Regions from separate parts of the Neogale vison genome. Here all the other regions are linked to region 2. A link is a contact called in public Hi-C data. All regions are on one chromosome and are shown on one strand. Each heading gives the region's core, a stretch centred on a gene start, on an enhancer-like site or on the middle of the called end of the contact. The rest is flanking DNA. Distances are from core to core; before and after follow the strand shown.

Evidence for each region. Hi-C and Micro-C count contacts between places; a contact is called where the count stands out from the background.
Region 1: a Hi-C map of fibroblasts shows a contact between it and region 2, with 11 times the contacts expected there. The contact joins the promoter of IRF2BP2 here to the enhancer-like site in region 2. A contact is called at or near these places in 3 of 3 Hi-C or Micro-C datasets (fibroblasts, muscle and tongue).
Region 3: a contact with region 2 is called in a Hi-C map of fibroblasts, with 5 times the contacts expected there. The contact joins two enhancer-like sites. A contact is called at or near these places in 3 of 3 Hi-C or Micro-C datasets (fibroblasts, muscle and tongue).

Annotation. Positions count from the first base shown.
Region 1 is chr2:152,310,375-152,314,601 of ASM_NN_V1, reverse strand. IRF2BP2 (interferon regulatory factor 2-binding protein 2) reads right to left here and starts at 2,927. Exons shown (of 2, transcript XM_044239340.1): 1 at 1,720-2,927; 2 at 1-1,089. The coding sequence starts at 2,716. The coding sequence ends at 374.
Region 2 is chr2:151,917,375-151,921,289 of ASM_NN_V1, reverse strand. No RefSeq gene overlaps it. Among named protein-coding and RNA genes, the nearest start is that of TOMM20, 51 kb to the right of the region's middle. Within about 2 kb of position 2,214, the one cell type or tissue checked has open chromatin away from gene starts, as enhancers often do. A contact at or near this core is called in fibroblasts, where this site is marked.
Region 3 is chr2:152,220,432-152,224,258 of ASM_NN_V1, reverse strand. No RefSeq gene overlaps it. Among named protein-coding and RNA genes, the nearest start is that of IRF2BP2, 89 kb to the left of the region's middle. Within about 2 kb of position 1,393, the one cell type or tissue checked has open chromatin away from gene starts, as enhancers often do. A contact at or near this core is called in fibroblasts, where this site is marked.

The DNA.
Region 1 (4,227 bases), core at 1,678-4,177, 390 kb before region 2:
CAGCGCAAGTCACAGCCTACATTGAACGGTAACTGTCACCAGGATAATAAAGCACAAAGATATGCTAATAACATTAACAAAAGAAGAAAATGCCTTTATAAGTACATACCTTTTGTCGTCAAAAAAAAATATAGAAACACAATGTATTCAAAAAAATCAAAATTATACAGCCATGTTTATGAAGTCTACATTTCCCTTGTCTTGGATATATATATATATATGTATATATATATATATGTGTGTGTGAGTGTGTGTGTGTGTGTGTGTGTGTATATATATATATATATATATATATATATATATATGGAGATATATACACAATTCAAGCAGTTTTAGTTAAGGGTAATCATTGGGTTTTTCTGAAACCGGAAAGTCACGAGTCTCTCTCTTTTTTCACTTTCACATCTCCAGCAAGGATGGTTGCAATTTCCCCTTGCATAAAGGCCCAGGGGACATTGGAGCCCACAAGAGGGCATTTTTCCCCACTGGGACAATAGACCTCTCCACTAGCTCCCTGCTGTTTGATGCTTTGTCTGGAGCAAGGGAAGCAGAACTTGTGCGAAGGGACAGACGGGCACTGCACAAAGTGGGTGTCCTCCAGCCGCTCGTGGCAGAGGGTGCAGCATAGAGGGGCGCTGGCTGCCAGAGAAGAGTCTGGGAGGCTGGCAGGATGCACTGGCTCCAGTCCTCCTGTGCTGCCGGCCCCCTGGCCCCCCACCTCTCTGGGGCCTAGCCTTCTTTGGTTCATAGAGGACGGAGAGGGTGGACTGCTGCTATTCCTCCTGGTAGTGGAGTGAACCTGGTTGGCATCCTTCGAGGCATGACTGCCCCCTGCATTGTCTGCCACTAAGATCAGGGCTGCCATGGGCGACTGGCCGTTCTGAGCCGCTTCAGGCGGTGTGGTCCGGTTGGAATGAGGTGAGGCAGTGGGTGGTGGTGGAGACACAAAAGAGGATGTAGGAGTAATGGGGATCTTGAGCCCTTCTGTGGGTGTGGACAGCCATGGCTGTGCCTCTCCATTGATCTTAGGGGGCCCGACTTCACCTTCTGGTTCTGGAGAAGGCTTTCTTTTCCTCGCTGTTCTTGCAACTGGCAGGAGGAGAAAAGAAAAGGGAAAAAACAAAAACAAAATAAACGGATGTGCACCGAAAAGGACGGTTCTTTTACTAACACAAGACTCACTAAATAATTTGTTCTCTCAAAGCCTGTACAGAAAATCTCACATGAATTTCCAGTGCACGTGCAACTCACAACACTTAAAACTCACGGGGCTCTGGGGCAGGATTTTAAAAGGCCACAGAACACAGCACCTATGCAACGGCCTGTTTCTACACAAGCATGCATGTACCCAGGCTGAACTGTGCACACTATCGTCAACATCCCCCAACAGGTTAAAAGGTGGCTGGTGCCCTCACGCTCCCATCCAAGAATGTGCTGGGAAAGGAAAACCCTGTGTCAGTGCCTATCAGCCCAGTCTGACTCATCTCTGTTGTGCTGCTTCAGCACAGGAACACGTTGCCACTAAGCACTGGTTCCGCCTCAGGCAGATCAGGAAGTTGGGTGTTTGTTGTTTCTGGGCTGGGGTAGAATGGTGAATGGAAAGAACACCCCCCTCCTCTGCTCTGCGCCCCCCTTTCTCCCCTAGGGCCCTCGCTCCACAGCCGCCCCTACCTGCTTTAGACCCGTTGGCCCCGTTGGCCTCGAAACCCAACAACCTGCCTGCAGTCAGGGCCGGCTCCTTCTTAAACTTGCTCTCGAAGGGCCCCGAGTGGCCGTGCTGGTGCAGCGCCAGCAGCGTGTCTCGCACGGTCTTGGGTCGGTTGACCCAGTCCTGCTCTCCGGGCCCGCGGCCTTTGCTAGCGCCCTCGGCGCCCAGCTCGGTGGCGCCGGCCGCGGTGGCCAGGCTGTCGGCCGCGCCGCGATGCGAGGGCGGCGGCGGCTGCTTCTCCTTGGCCGCAGCCTCGCGCTGCTCGTGCTCCACCGCCGCGCTGCTGGACACGGACGCCGGCCGCTTGTGCGAGCTCAGTTCGGCGGGCTGCGCCGAGCCCAGGCCGGCGGCCGCGGCCCCGGACACCGCGGCCAGCGAGGCGGCGGCGCGGCCGCTGAGGCCGAGCGCGGCGGGGAGCGGCGTGGCGGAGCCGTTCATGAGCGGCACCAGGGTGGGCGGCACAGCGTGCCCGCGCCGCGGGTTCGGGCTCTGGCGGTTCAGCTCCGGGGGCTCCTCCAGCTTGGAGAAGCCGTTGGGCACCAGGATGCCGTTCACGGGCGGCGGCTGCGGCGTCGGCGGCTGGGCCAGGCCCGCAGCCGGGCGGCTGCCGCCAAAGTCGGAGCCTAGGCGCGGGGGCCGCTCGGCGGCGGCCGCCAGGGGGTAGCGCTCCAGGGCCTGCGGGGCGCGCGGGGCGGCCTCGGGGCCGCCGTGACCCAGCTGCTGCTGCTGCAGGAGGATGTCCTTGGCCGAAAGCGGCGGCGGCTTGGCGGCGGCAGGGGTCGCGGCGCCGGGCGGGGAGCGGCCCTCCGGGAAGCAGCCGTGCGCCCGCTTGAGCTGTCGCGCCGTCTCGATGACGAACTCAACGCGGTCGGCGCCCTCGTAGTTGACGCAGCCGCGGCACACAGGCTCGGTGAAGTCCCAGATCATGGCCCAGGGCATGCGGGGCAGGTCACACAGGTAGCACGACTGCCGCCGGGACGCGGCCGCCACCGCCACCGCCGCGGCCATGTCCGAGGAGCCCGCGGCGCTGGAGGTGGAGGAGGAGGAGGAGGCGGAGGAGGAGGGGGCGCCGCCGCTCCCCGCCGGCACCACGCGCGCCCTCCTCCCCCCCCAACCCCGCGTCTCCCCCACCAGCGGCGGCGGCGGCCGCAGAGGCGGCGGCGGCGGCGGCAAAGCCCGCGAAGGCTCGGCGCCCGCGCAGCGCCCCCGGGGCACGAGGGGCGGCGGGCGCGGGGCGAGGGGCTGCAGCCGCGGCAGCACGTCCCCCCGGCCGGCGCGGGCGCGGGCGGGCGGCGGGGGCGGCGCGGCGCGGCGGGCGCGGCGGCGGCGGCGGGAGCTCGGCCGGGGCCGCGGCCGGCCTCCAGACCGGGGCGAAGACGGGCCGCGCGGGCGCGGGGGGAGCGCAGCAGGTCGCGGCGGCGGCCGGCGCGGAGTGCGGGGCGGGGGGCGGGGAGGCCGGGGGGGCGGGGGGCGGGGGGGCGGCCGCCGGGGCAGGCTCAGCCCGAGCGGCGGGGCATGCCGCGCCGAGGCGGCGGCAGCAGCCGGACGGCGTGGAGCACGGGCGCGGCGCGGGCCACGGGTCGCTCCGCTGTTCTCTCACAGCTCCCGGCGTCGCCGCTCTCCAGCGCCCGCGTCAGCGCCCAGCCCGCCTCTGCTCCGCCGCCGCCGTCGCTGCTGCTGCTGCCGCCGCGGCCGCTCCACTTCTACAGACTTGATTCTTCGACAGCCTCGCACGGCGCCTGCGCGGGCCCCCTCCCCTCGCGCGCGCGCCCGCCCTCCCCCGCGCCCGCGCCCTACCCCTCCCCCCGCGCGGGGAGAGAACGAGCGCTGCCGGGAGAGCCGGCTCCGAGGCGCCCGCCCGCGGGTCAGCGCCGCCCGAGTGCGCCGCGGCCGGTGTCCCCGAGGGGAAGGCGGCGCGGCCGTTCCAACGCTCGGCTGCCTCCACTACTCGGTCCCCATTCCTCCCCTCCAGGACGTTTGGGCCAAATCGCACTAGTGCTAGTGTTTTCAAAAGCCCCTCGGTGACTGGCGCTGTCAGTCTCGAGAGCGGGGACTGTCAGTGTGGCGTGGCTCAGTTCTGTTTCTGAGTTACGTGTGGACTCACACTGGGCGCTTGCACACTCGCACCCGTCGGGACGCACGCGCGCGCCGCGGTGCCCTAAGTTTCACGAACGGCGGAGTCTGCGCCCGGGGCCGCGTCCGCACGCCGATCGGCCGAGGCCCGGGGACCCTCGCCAGCCTCAGCCCCGCCCTCCCCAACTCCTCCGCAGTGGCCCGCCCTGCCGAGCCGGGACCGGCGGGTGGGGGTGGTCCTCGCGGCGCCGGCAGACCCCGCCGCCTCCTGTCGGACCGCGCGGGTGGCGCGTGACGTGGGCGCAGAGCCGCGGGCCCGCGTGCGCGGCCGCCGCCGAGTGCGCACGCTCCGTTCGGACGTGAGTCGGCGCCCCTGGCACTGGCGGCCTCATTGAACGAATGCACATTCCAGGGATCCGGGGTCTACGGCCGGCGCGGTCGCGTCA
Region 2 (3,915 bases), core at 965-3,464:
AGGGCACCTTGGCTGCTCCTGCAGCAAAGCGATCTTGCCTGTCGTGTACTCTCTTAGCAATCTGTTCCTCCTCTCTGTTGCTGTAGTCAGCATCTTATGCAAAGCTCTTTGTGGGAGGAGCTGGCTCACATCCATCGGCCTGTCTCCCCAACGAGGGTGCAAACACCATGAAGACAGGGACTTTCCTTGCTCACTGACGGATGCGGCAGCCGCGCACAGCCCTGAGCACAGGAGCCCCGTGGTATGCACTTGGCGGGTGCATGAAGAAATGAAGAAATGAGCAAGAGCCTCCCGCCCTGCAAGAGGAAAGAAGGGCCAGAAAGACGGGAGTGGGGGAAGTCTGGAGCAGGCTAGGACCTATAGGATTTCATTCTGAGACTGGGGCGCCAGCTCCCTCGAACAGCCAGCACCAAGGCCTGGAGGACCTCGCCACCAGGCAATGAAGTGGCCTTTGCGGTCCCAACAAGGTACCATGCGGAGTGTATGGGGAGCGTGTCCCCCCACCCCACCCCACGCAGTGGATGGGCACTCAGCAACTGCAAAGGCCCTGCTTGTCCCCAAAAGTCACATGGCAAGTCAGGGGTAGAGTCTGGAATCAGAGCTGTCAGTCTCTCCCATAACTTCCCGGATAGGCTCGTGGATGAAAGCAGTGATCTGCTTCTCAGAACAACGGTCCCGGTTCTGTTATGGCCTCATGAGGAAGACACCCTGCCTCCCAGTTGAGGAGCCTGGCTACTGACAAAGTCTCCCTAATACCCACGATGACTTCCCCCATTCTCCTCTAAGACCCCTTCCGTGGACAGTCAGACTGAGGAAAGGAAAATGCACAGCAGCACAGGGAGAAGACAGGACTGGAAAGAGGAGAGCCCCCCCACCCCTTGCCTTGCCCCGCTGTTGGCTGATTGTGCAGACAGCCCTGCTGGTGTTTGTCTTTGAGCTCGGTTATTGTTGTTGTTGTTTTTTAAGATTGTATTTATTTGACACACACACACACACACACACACACACACACAGAAGCAGGCCCGTGCGGAGCAGAGAGCCCAATATGGGACTCAATCCCAGCACCCTGGGATCATGACCTGAGACGAAGGCAGATGCCCAACCCACTGAGCCACCCAGGTGCCCCCTTTTTTTTTTTTTAAGATTTTATTTATTTATTTGACAGAGAGAAATCACAAGTAGACGGAGAGGCAGACAGAGAGAGAGAGAGGGAAACAGACTCCCTGCTGAGCAGAGAGCCCGATGTGGGACTCGATCCCAGGACCCTGAGATCATGACCTGAGCCGAAGGCAGCGGCTTAACCCACTGAGCCACCCAGGCGCCCCCCAGGTGCCCCTTTTGAGCTTGGTTTTTAATTTTTTTTTTTAAGATTTTATTTATTTATTTGTCAGAGAGAGAGGGAGAGAGAGCGAGCACAGGCAGACAAGAGTGGCAGGCAGAGGCAGAGGGAGAAGCAGGCTCCCCGCCGAGCAAGGAGCCCGATGTGGGACTCGATCCCAGGACGCTGGGATCATGACGTGAGCTGAAGGCAGCTGCTTAACCAACTGAGCCACCCAGGCGTCCCTTGAGCTTGGTTTTAAGCAGAAGCATGTGTAAGCTCTGCCTGTGCTCCTGGCCTTGCCTCCAACACCAGGACGGCTGAGGAAAGCCAGGGCCCTGCCCTCAGAAGGTCGTCAGTCCAGCGTAAGGCCCCAGAGCCCCGAGGCATGGTCTGGGCTGCCTGCCAGTCGTGGATCTGCTGCTGCTCTGCGTGGGTGTGAAGAGGTTGGGCGCTCCCAGCCTCCAAAAGCCGATTCCTCCCTTTCGGCCTCTTAATTTCTGACTCCACTGGGTCAAGGTTTATAAGAAAGTGGATCCCATTGTTTCTAGAAGAGCAGAGTAGGGGGTTTGTAACAAATCACCCTTAATGAGACCACATTTTGCTCCTGGGTCACACGAAGCAAATGTTGGAAACTGAACTCAACATGTCACCTTTCTTCTGGGAGGTGGCCCTTTAGAGCTGTGGCATTAACGACAGCTCCGGGACCAAGCGGGCCAGGACCACCAGTGGGCACAGAGCGAACATCCAGCAGAGGAGACCGGGGGACAGCAGGACTCACTCAGGAGCTGTGCTTTCCACAACTTCCCTCCAAAAGGCCATTTGGCTACAACATATCATATGACTTGTTCTTAGAGTTACATTTTAACTGACAAAGTTTAACAACAACTATGACTTATGGCCTTCTAAAATTGGCAGCAGAAAAATGAACTGAGGAAGTAATGGAAAAAAACCACAAGTGAAGCCACTCTGTATTATGCGCAATTTCTGTTGCGCTTCTTTTTCCCCCCTTTCCAAGCATGTGTGTGTGTGTGTGTGTGTGTGTATGTGCGTGCGCGCGTGTGTTTTCGAAGGGTAGCAAATATTTTCCAGATACACTGTCCTGGCATTCCCAAGCACATATTTATGCCAAGTTTATAAAAAGCAGCTGCAGACAGGGTTGACTGAAAGGATTGCTCTGCTGTCTGGCTTCCAGAAGGTGCTTCGGTTCTCACTCCGTCACCAGGACACAGCCCTACCTCCTGAGACGCTCTAGCCTGCCTCATGCGTCCGAAAGAGGACAAACCCACGGCCAGGAGGGACCCCGACGAACACCCCATATCACACTTCTGGTCTGCCAGGTGCGTCAGCAACACGTGCGCGATCACTTTCAGTCATTCACAAGCCTCACACAGATGTGAAAAGGAAAGTGGTCCGAGACTCATTTCACAAGTATCTGGATGGCTCAAAGGGGCAGAACCAGCCCCGGTTTCTGGAAAGTTCAGGACTACGGCGGAGCCCTCTGTGCGCAGGCTCGTGTCAGCCTGTCTTTGCACCGACTCACCTTCGGTTCAGCAAGACACCCTTGCTCGGGCCCCAGACCCTCCAATCCTTCCCTTCCCCTGCTCTGGGGCCTCCCGGCCTTCCCCGACTTCTGCCCACTGAGAAGCGCCAGCCTCCTCTTTAGAATGTCCTTGGTTCATCCTCACCACACACCCTCCGGCACCCCGGGCTGTCCCAAGCGACGGCTCACCTGCGCCCAACCCAGACTCTCACCGGCCTGGGGTGGGGACTCCACTCGCCTCCCTCCCCCACCACGGGCTTAATGAAGACGATAATAGCCTGCTTTGTAGCTTTCCTGGGGGTGACTAATTGGTTAATCTTGGGAAGGCCCTTTGAAGATGAAGAGCCAGTATTACTCATGGGGCTGAAGACATGCACCTGTCCCAGTCGGGGCCTGAGTCAGCAGAGAATGACCTCCCACCTGCCTCTGGGCGGGTGAGCGGGCTTGGGTCCCCGCTCAAAGTCGCGTTGGCTGGCAGGCGGGATGTGGGGAGCACACCCAGCACCCCCTGAGGGGAAACCCAGAGGCCTCAGTGGCTGGTGCTGTGTGGGCCACTCTGAGCTTGGGGACCATCCCATCAGCATTGACATGGTTGAACAAGCCTTCAGATAACTCTGGCGGGAGGGCAGCACATGTCCGCATGTCTGAGAGTATCGATCAAAACAGTATTTCCTGGTAACTGTTCGAGGAAAATGCTTTCCTCACAGCTAATTCCTCCCAAGCAATGGCATTTTCTCCCTCCTCTCTTCCCGGGAGCCCGGGGAAGGCAGGCTGCGGCGGCGACGGGTGGCTCTATGCTGGATGGACCCAAGGTCCGGGGGGCCAAGGTGGGGCAGTGGCGTTTTCCCCGTCTTCTCTAGCTCGTGGTCCCCCTGCCTCACGTGTCTGAGAAAGAGGAAGTGGCCACAAGAATAGGGAACCAGAGGCCAAAACAAGGGATGAAGGCAAGGGTCGCCGATGACCACGCCCCCACCCACCCTTGACCCGGTGGGTCGAGGGGGATTTTGACACTGCGGCAGCTGGGAAGCCAAGAACAGAAAGCCTTTAATCCGTG
Region 3 (3,827 bases), core at 144-2,643, 300 kb before region 2:
CCAGAAATCCAAAGAAGAATTTGCCCCGAGATGCCTCTTCAAAGATTTATGAAAAGCGAAAACAAAGAAAGAGGGAGGACATCAAAGCAGGCAACAGATCCGCTGCAGGAAGGCGGTGGCACCCAGCCACGGTCCCTTCACCGTCTAATAATAAGATCTTATTATACCCATTTGATGATAACGAGAAGGGGAACCCTCTGCAGAAGGCTTCACCCCAGGAGTCCTGCCCCGCCCGCAGGTGGGGGCGCCGGCCTGCAGACCTCGGACGCCGGCCAGTGTCTGGTGGTGGAAAGCCGTCCTCAGCCAGAATGGCCCTAATGAGCCAATTTCAATTGAAATGAGATCAATACTACTCATTTTTCTCTTGCTGGCTCCCGAGTGATTCATGAATCTGAAAACTAGTTCATGAATCAGAGAGAGGTGGGGAGGTGTGGGGTGGGGGGGCGGGGGCACATTTGTGCCGTCGGGAACCTCAGTTTCTTTCGTGAACCCAGCCATGAGTTGCATAACGCTTGCTTGCCTGCCTGCTGCTTTCCACCAGCCTTTTCGGAAACCGCTTTTGGCTTCCGTGTAGTCACCTATTTTCCTTCTCCAAAGGGAGAGAGATGACGCTGTGTCCTGATTGTGTGTTCCTCTGTCTTGGTGGGTAGCTTTACGCCCTTTGTCTGTGTAGCTGAGGATGCGTGTGCGTGTCTGTGTGTGTGTGTGTGTGTGTGTGTGTGTGAGAGAGAGAGAGAGAGAGAGAGAGAGAGAGAGGAGGAGGAGGGAGGGAGAAGCAGCAACGTGGGCCCGGCCGCGGGCCCTTTAAACCTGACCGGGAGCCAAGCTGATTTCTCAGCGGAGCTTCATAAGGAAGCGGGAGATGGGGCCGTTGGAAACCACAGCCCTGCGAGTGCTGATTACAGCCTGCGAAGGAAAATGAGATTTTTATCTCACAGGAATTCAGTTATAAAAATAAAATACAACGTCTGGCTTGATTCAGCTAAATGTACAAGCGCCGGGGCGTTTTTCATTTAACGGGGAAGCTGGACAAGAAGAATGACCTAAAATACAGCGTTTCAAGAAAGTCAGGGGAGAGGGGGCGGTTACAGGAAGGAAGTGGGAGTGGAGGGGTGTGTGTGTGTATGTGTGTGTGTGTGTGTGTGAGAGAGAGAGAGAGAGAGAGAGAGATGGAAGGAGGGAGCGAGGGAGGGCAGGAGGGAGGGAGGGAGGGCGGGCAGGGGGAGGTGGAGAGAGAAAGAGGAAAAAAACCGCCCTGCTGGCCAATGGATACAGCGGGATGATGTCACTGGAACAGTTGGAGGAGAGCGGAGAAAAACAACTTCGGAGCTGTGCTAATCCTGTTTGCTGCCCTGAAGGGAATGGAAGGCGGCCAAGGCAGGGAGTTCTGGGAAACCATATAAGGGTGCCAAACAAGCTTTGCCGCCAACATTAGGAACTGACAGCTTTGTTCTTTGTAACTTGGCTGCCCGCCAGAGGCCTCATTTCAGCTCCACGGCATGATTACCCTGGCGGGCCGCCAGCCCCGCGCTGAGAGCTCCTTTTCTTCTCTCCGAGGCTTTTTTTTTTCCTCTTTCCCTTTGCCAAACATGGAGCAGTTACCATGGCAGTGGAAAGTAAAGTTTAAAACACACACACCACACACACACACACACACGCACATGCACACACAGCCAAGTGGAGAGGCACGCCTTGCCCCAGCTGTGCCACGGGAGCCGACCGAAGAGGCCGCTCCCCGACCCATCCGGCCCCCGACTGGAGACAAACATGCTGGAAGGCTGGCCGCCGAGCGCGGGGAGGTGACTCCGGGATACACGGAGGCCCGGGCCTGCTGTCGGCAGAGACAGGGCCCGGCTCCCAGGCCCCGGGTGCCTCCCACCCCCGCCACCCCACCCCCCACCGGCCCCCACCCTCTCTCCCTCTCCTTTCCTGAGGCATTGTGGAGGACGTAATGTGAAACGGAAAATGTCATGATTTCCACTGGGAATGCGTCCACGGTTTTGAGAAAGCTCCAGAAACCCGGGGCCATGGAGCGCTAGAGAGGGAAGGAAGGAGGAGGAGGGGTGCGGACGGTCACGGTGGCCCCTAGTCACCAAGGTGAACCCCAGAGCCAGCGGCCAAGGCCTGGAGGGCCCTGTGGGCGGCCGGAGCAGAGCCTGGCCGTGACCCCGGGGTTCCAGGCCGTGGCGGGGGAGGGTGGTTGTGGGGTGCCTCGCCGGAGGGTGCCGCGGCCTTTGGCACAGTGGGAACCCGACTGGCCACTGGGTCCTGGAACCGAGGGGCAGGGCGGGCCTTTCTGCCACTTGGCAGAGCACGGGTTGTTTCGCTTTACTAGGGGACTCTGTGAAGAGTCCAGGCGACTATTTTTAATCCGGTTCATTTCCACCTGCTTGGAAAGTGGAACATCTCCTGGGAGGTGACAAGTCGTGATCAAAGGCCAGTCTCCAGGCAGAGGGCTGGCAGGCTTCCGAGGTAAAGGTTACTTAGAAGTGGAGGCCCGGTTGCCCGTGTTCCCCACTGCACAATGTGACACTCCTCACCCTCAGGGCTCGGTAAGATTCTCGGAAGGGCCTCTTCTGGTTCTAGGAGGTGTCACGGCAGGGGCTGACTTGGCCATTTCCTGGCGTCTTTAGTTGGAAGCCGGAAAGGCCAAAGCAGGGGCCACTGTCACGAGGCCTACCAGGACCTCCCTCTGCAGCGGCTGCGCCACAACCGGCCCTCTGAAAGGGTCTCCTCTGCCTTGCGAGAGCGGGCGTGCCTGCCTCCCCTGTGGGCAGCAGAAGTGCCAGGCAGGAAACAGCTCAAGGTCATGGAGGAAAAGGTTGGCAAGTAGGAGACAGACCCCAGAGTCCCCATTCCTGCTCCTCTCTGCTTCTATCCCAGGCCCGAGTGCCTTTCTCGAGAAGTATGGGGCTCCCTGGGGCAGGTGGGGGCGCCATGACCTCTTTGGGGGATGCCCCCAGGCAGAGCAGTGACCTTCAGAGGGCAGTTCCCTTCACCCATCCCTGTTAAGCAGAATCTCAGCCCCTCTTGCCTCCCCGGGCCCCTCAGCCCCTGGACCCCACCCCTGCCCTCACTGTCACCAGAGCCGAGGACCTAGCCATTAGCTAGGTGAGGAGGTGAGTTCCTTTAAACAGCACCCACAGCCATGTGGTCACGAGGGGGTAGCAGAGCCCGGGGGGGGGGGTGGGAGCAGGAGGTTAGCAAGGGACACACTTCTGTGGCAGGCGGAGAAGACAGAGCAAATAAACACTTGCTGACAGGCCGACCTGGTCTGAAGACAAACTCCACTTGCTTGTGACTTAGGAGACGGAAGGGTGGTCTGGGGCTAGAAGCAAAACCACAACATTGCCGTCCCCTATCTCCACAGGGGACTCCGAAGCAGGGGCATGCACTCCTGGGGTCGGTGGAGTAGCCGCCCTGACGTGGGGAGGGCCTGGCCCGGTACCTGGAGCTGACTGCCGTGAAGGAAACGGTCACTAGTGCCTCTCGAGAAGCAACATGGGGTCCCTTCGGCACACCGGAGACCTGGTATCTTGGGACGTCTGGTTCCATGAAAGGCGGCAGGTCCCCAACCCCATTCCCTCTGCCTGTCTCGCCAGGTGCGTGCGGCCTAGAAGACCAGCCTGGGGCCGCGCTGTCTGAAGCCGCCCTCCTCACCTCCAGGAGGGTGGAGATCCAGTTCCCGGCCTTGTGTTCGGACGGGCGGTGTTCCATTCTCTGTCTCAGAGAAGGCCAAGTGGTGCAGGGGGACAGACAGACTCCCCCCCACCCCAGGGCAGCAGCGACCCCTTGTCTGCCTCACCCAGCATCTCCACGGGGCGGGT